Linked DNA regions of Rattus norvegicus: region 2 is linked to region 1. Evidence: chromatin contacts called from public Hi-C data. All regions are on one chromosome and are shown on one strand. Each heading gives the region's core, a stretch centred on a gene start, on an enhancer-like site or on the middle of the called end of the contact. The rest is flanking DNA. Distances are from core to core; before and after follow the strand shown. Region 1 has its middle 21 kb from the start of Thoc3. Region 2 holds the start of Lnc012 (long non-coding RNA 012).

Evidence for each region. A called contact is a pair of places that touch in the nucleus more often than the background predicts.
Region 2: a contact with region 1 is called in a Hi-C map of liver, with 3 times the contacts expected there. The contact joins the promoter of Lnc012 here to the enhancer-like site in region 1. A contact is called at or near these places in 3 of 12 Hi-C or Micro-C datasets (frontal cortex, kidney and liver).

The regions. Positions count from the first base shown.
Region 1 is chr17:10,167,827-10,170,526 of GRCr8, reverse strand. No RefSeq gene overlaps it. Among named protein-coding and RNA genes, the nearest start is that of Thoc3, 21 kb to the right of the region's middle. Within about 2 kb of position 1,261, at least 1 of the 93 cell types and tissues checked has an H3K27ac peak or open chromatin away from gene starts, as enhancers often do. A contact at or near this core is called in liver, where this site is marked.
Region 2 is chr17:10,208,492-10,211,191 of GRCr8, reverse strand. Lnc012 (long non-coding RNA 012) reads right to left here and starts at 1,302. Exons shown (of 2, transcript NR_126570.2): 1 at 620-1,302. All of the region lies in intron 1 of LOC120097924 (a long non-coding RNA gene), which reads left to right.

The DNA.
Region 1 (2,700 bases), core at 12-2,511:
TTCCCTCCTTTCAGATAAGTCTAGTTTATGTGCTAGTCAGGTTGACACAAGACAGCACAACATCCGATGAGTCTCGATGTCATGACAGCAGTGGAGGATTACAACTTTCCTGTTGGGATGACTGAAATGTTACTATGGAATCCAGGAGCTGCCTGCTACCTGTGCCTCCACCGAGGGGTGGCTTGACAAAGAGTAAAACCAACAGAAAGAAAATCAGAAAATCAGAGACAAAGAGCATGACTCTCTTGAGGATGCATGCTGAGACCCTGGGTCCAGCCTCAGTTCAGGTTGTCCGACATACGTGAGCCAGTGACTTTCTTTTCTACTCAAGTCTGACTTGATTCCTTCAAATCACAGGTTATTGTCACTTGTTTCCCTGGGTGCTGTGCCATGAAACCCAGGGCACTTGAGGGCAAGGACTAAGTCAAAACCCACCTTTATGTCTCAGTGACCAGCTTCGTGGATAAAGACCCAACTTGTTTCAACAATGAAGTTGGAGGTACATTAGGTTCAAGGGAAGACTTAATTCCAGCTTGGCCGTCCTTCACTTCCTCCTTCTTCTTCTCCATTTATCCAAATTCCGCCAGGGCCTGAAACCACCCAGAGCTCTCACCCTAGTCTTAACCACATGTCTTTGTTAACTTTCCATTGTGGTGATAGAACACCATGACCAAAAGCAACTTGGAGAGGAAAGAGTTGATTTCAGCACACACGGCTTATAGTCTATCATGAAGGGAGGTCAGAACAGAAGCTCCAATAGGAGCCTGAAAAAAATGAACTGAAGCAGATGCCATGGAGGGGTGCTGCTTACTGGCTTGCTCCCTGTGGCTCCCTCAACCTGCTTTCTTATACAACTCAGAACCCTCTGCCCAGGAATAGCCACTGATCACTGTAGACTGGACCCAACCAAAATGCCATTGGTCAAGAAGATGCCGCACAGACTTGCCTATAGGCCAACCCGATGGAGAAGGCTTTTCCTCAGCTGAGATTCCCTCTTCTCAGATAATGTTTGGTTTATGTCAAGTTGAGAAAAACTAACCAGCGTAGCACATGGGACTTACATGAAAACGGGTCAGTACCCATGTTTGGCCTTGCCTGTTATGCTTGTAGACAATGTACCCATAGGACCCCGAGCGCTTGCCATTGTGGGAGGGAGTTGGTGGAAATCTTAAAAGGCAGAGGCAACCAGAAGGAGATCACTGGGCATGCTTTTGGAAGCTATACCAGGTCACGGGACCATTCCAGGTCACCTGGAGGTGAATGACTCAGCCTGTTCCCTTCTGCTGTGGTGATCTGTCTCACCTCAGGCCCAGAAATGGAATCACCATGACTGTGGACAGAAACCACAGAAGCCACCGGCCAAAGTAATCTTCCCTCCTTGAAACTGGTTCTCATATTTGACCCAGATGTGAAAATTGACCACTGTTTAGTCCCGAGGACAGGGACTGAAGGAAGGTCGTGGAAGGTCATCCATGTGTCAAGCACCCTCCAGCAGGAGCTAAGGCTCGAATCAAAATGTCTGCCATGTCCTCACAGAGATGGCTGTGCGGGCACCATGGCCGGAGCATGAGGTAACTGGTCACAGTTGATCACAGACAAGAGCAGAGGGTATGAGTGCTGGCCCTCGAGGGCTTTCTCTTCCACCCATGAAGTCAGTGTGGGACCTCAACCCACTGTATTGTGCTGCCTGCATTAAAAGTGGTTCTTCCCAGGCTGGAGAGAGGGCTCCCTGTCTCTGCCTCCAGGGCACTAAACGACAATCACACTGGGCTTCTTTACACGTGTTCTGGAGATCAAACTGGAGTCTGTGTTTGCATGGCAAAAAAAAAAAAAAAAAGCACTTTATCCACTGAGCTATCCCCCCAGTCTAGTTCTTATGGATGCTTATGGGATAAATCAATGCAAAGGGCTTGGCGTGAGGTACAGCCCCAAAGACTATGAAGGTCATTCTAGTTGTCTTTCTAGTTAGGAGCACTGACTGCTCTTCCACAGGTCCTGAGTTCAATCCCCAGCAACCACATGATGCCCTCTTCTGGTGTGTCTGAAGACAGCTACAGTGTACTCATTTACAAGGAAGGAAGGAAGGAAGGAAGGAAGGAAGGAAGGAAGGAAGGAAGGAAGGAAAAGGAAAGAAAAGATCAGTCTGAGTCTTATAAAAGAACCTTATCTTGTTGGTGGTATGACCTCAAAAAGGATTTGGGGTCCTGGCCCCTTCTTTAACAGGGGAGTCTTCCCTTCTCTGTTAAACCTCTTTATACAGACACACACACATACACACACACACACACACACACACACACACACAGAGAGAGAGAGAGAGAGAGAGAGAGAGAGAGAGAGAGAGAGAGAGAGATGAGAGGGGGGAGTGAAGAGTGTCTATGGTGGGTGACCCAGGATTCAATCCCAGGCAGTCCAACTCTGAATCTGTGCTTTTACCTGACAAGCAAGCTGGGGGATCCAGAATTCCTGGGGCGATCTGTTATAGCTCTGGCTTTCTCCTTCCTAATGGTTAACATCTATACACTCACACTGGAAAGAGCCCGAGTAAAAGTGAAATGGACCATTCCCGAAACTTTAAAAAGGAAAAGGCTTGGGCTGTGGCGTCAGGCACACCCAGTTGGAATAGCTGATAGGACCATCTTTGAGCCTTATAGCCTACGGTCAGCCTTGACTGTGAACCTGACTACATCTAGAATCACC
Region 2 (2,700 bases), core at 53-2,552, 41 kb before region 1:
TGCACACCAGGCCCACCGTAGGAGCGCGTCCTGAGAGAGATGGCACTCATTTGGAGCACTGGACTCAGAGTCTGGCCGAGTGGAGCAGGGAGCATAGCTGCACTCCAGCATGTTTAGCTTTGGGCAAGTCCCATCCAGGCAAGAGAGGAGACCCTGGACCTTCCTTGTTGGGCTGTGCTATTCCCTCTTCTCCATCCTGTAAGCTTAAAAAACCCAACTTTGGTTCTCCCTCCCTGCAATCTTAAAAAACCCAACTTTGGTTCTCCCTCCCTGCAATCTTCCCTGTGTCCTTGCCCCCAAAGTGATAACATAAATCCTTCTCCACTTACAATGGAGTTCTTCCTAAAAAAAAAATAATAACATCATATATTGAAAATATCTAAGGTTTGGGGGGCCAGCAATATGGTTCAGCAAGTAAAGGTGCTTGCCACCAAACCTGATGGCCTGGATTTGATCCAGACTCTCACAGGTTGTCCTCTGACTTCCACACACACTAAACAAGCAAATGAATTCTTAGCAAAGACCAAGAGTGTATTGACGAGCTCTCTGTAGGTGAAAATGCAAAGTAAAAGAATCAATAAAAAAAATTTTTAAAAATGTATTAATGCACTTAACCTACCTGGTATCCAAAGTCAGCATCGTTTCAGCTGCGGAGAGCAAGCCTTCACCATGACCATCCAGAAACTGGCTGGACCTGTAGCTCACTGCGCTGCCCAGCCTCACAAGGGAGCTCCGTAACGCACAGCATCAACCTGGAAAGATCGCTCTGAGTGCGGTGCCTCTCAGGAGGTGATGCCTCCATACGACCATAAAGTTTAAAAAGCTAAATGTTCTACAGGCTTGAGCGCTTACTCTGTGCCAGGCTTTTGTGGGGTGGTATTTAATCTGCACAGTAACTCTGAAAGGGAGAGGCCGGATTATTGCTCGCCTGAGGGCAAGCATAAGCAGCTTAACTATGTGATGAGCCTACCCAGCGTCACTCTCCACCCTTACAACTGTTCACCATGCTTCATTTTCCTCTTTGACGCTGTGACCAAGTATCTGACGTAAAGCAACTGACAGAAGGTAGGGGTCATTCGGGCTGACAGTTTGAGGCTGTGGTCCATGATGGTGGTGGGGGGGTCAAGTGACAAACAAAATACGAGGCAGCCAGACACACTGCGTTCGCTGCCAGGAAGCAGCAAGAGATGAGACCTGGTACCGTACTGGATTTCTCCCTTTCAAAAAGTTGTCTGTTTTGTATCTATGTGTCTGTGTACCGCGCGCGTGTGGGCCTGGTGACCACAGAGGCTAGAAGAAGGCTTTAGATCCCTCTGGAACTGAAGTTACCAACAGTTGTGAGCTGCCATGTGGATGCTGGAAATTGAACCAAGGTCCTCTGAAAGAGCAGCCTGTGCCCTTAATGGCTGAGCCCTCTCCCCAGTGCCCTCCCCCATTCTCCTTTAAGTCACTGTCATGTCCCAACCCTTGGGATGGTGCCACTCAGATTCAGGGTGAGTTTCCTTCCTCATTCAAACCTCTCTGGAAAATCCCTCAAACACATCCAAAGACAAGCCTCTAGTTCCTGACAGTCAAGATTACCCATTTTACCCCAACAAGGCTGTGAACTCAAGGCTAGAGAAATGGCTCAGCAGTTAACAGCACTTGATGCTTGTATAGAAGACCCAAGTTCAGCTCCCAGCATCTCTGTTGGGCGGCTCACAAGCCACCTGTCACTCCAGCTCCAGTGGATCCAACACCCTCTACTGACCTGTGTGGTAACCCCCTTTGAACACATCCATACCCACACATATACATAAATGAAAACAAATCTTTTAAAAAGATCCCCGAGTCTCTGGATCTTGTTCATCTTGCCATCCTGATTCTCCACTCAGTTCACCATCTTTAAAACACTCTGAAGTGCCCACGTACATTCTGAACCCAAGACAAGCCCCAAAACACATCCTTTTGTTGGTCCCACCCCTTTATCAGCAGCTCCTCTGTGCCTGTGGATCCTGGCAGAGCATGGTGGGCTGAATTCTAATCTCCCCAGAGTCCGACAGTAAAAAGAGGAGGTACTGAGGCATAAGGGCTTGGGGGAGAGGGGTATCCGGGTGAGGAGCCAGCTTCTGTCTGCAGCTTTGGAAGTAGCTGACAGACACATCATTAAGTGATCAAAGCAGAGACAAAACCTACTACAAATGAAAGAGAGATGAAAGGGAAGCCAGTCCTATCTGTTTGCATCTGCATAAACATGGCTGGGAAGACTCACAGGAAGCTGACAGAAGGATTTGTCTGTGGGGGTGGGGTGAGAACAGCAGACGGGCGGCAGATGCAGGGGTCAGATTCTTATTCTATATTATTTTGTATTGTTTTGATGGTTGAACCCTAAAAGTGTCACTATTTGCTTACAACAAAGGAATCAAATGTTTAAATAGCTGAAGGGAGAGAGCCCCACTGCTCTCCTACTGGGGTCCCACAAAGATATGGAGCCACATTTAATGTGAAATAGCTGAACTTGTCACATGCCCTGTGATACACAGGGCGTAATGCCACCCCTCATCCTAGGTGTGCGGTTTTCCAGCAGTCACACCCTTACGGTGCCAACCAGCCATCGCCGTTGTCTTCCCCAGGCCCTGGCCACCACCATGCTACTTCCTGTCTGTGTAAAAGCCTCTCGTGTAGCCACTTCTTATAAGCCGAACCCTGTGACGACTAGAC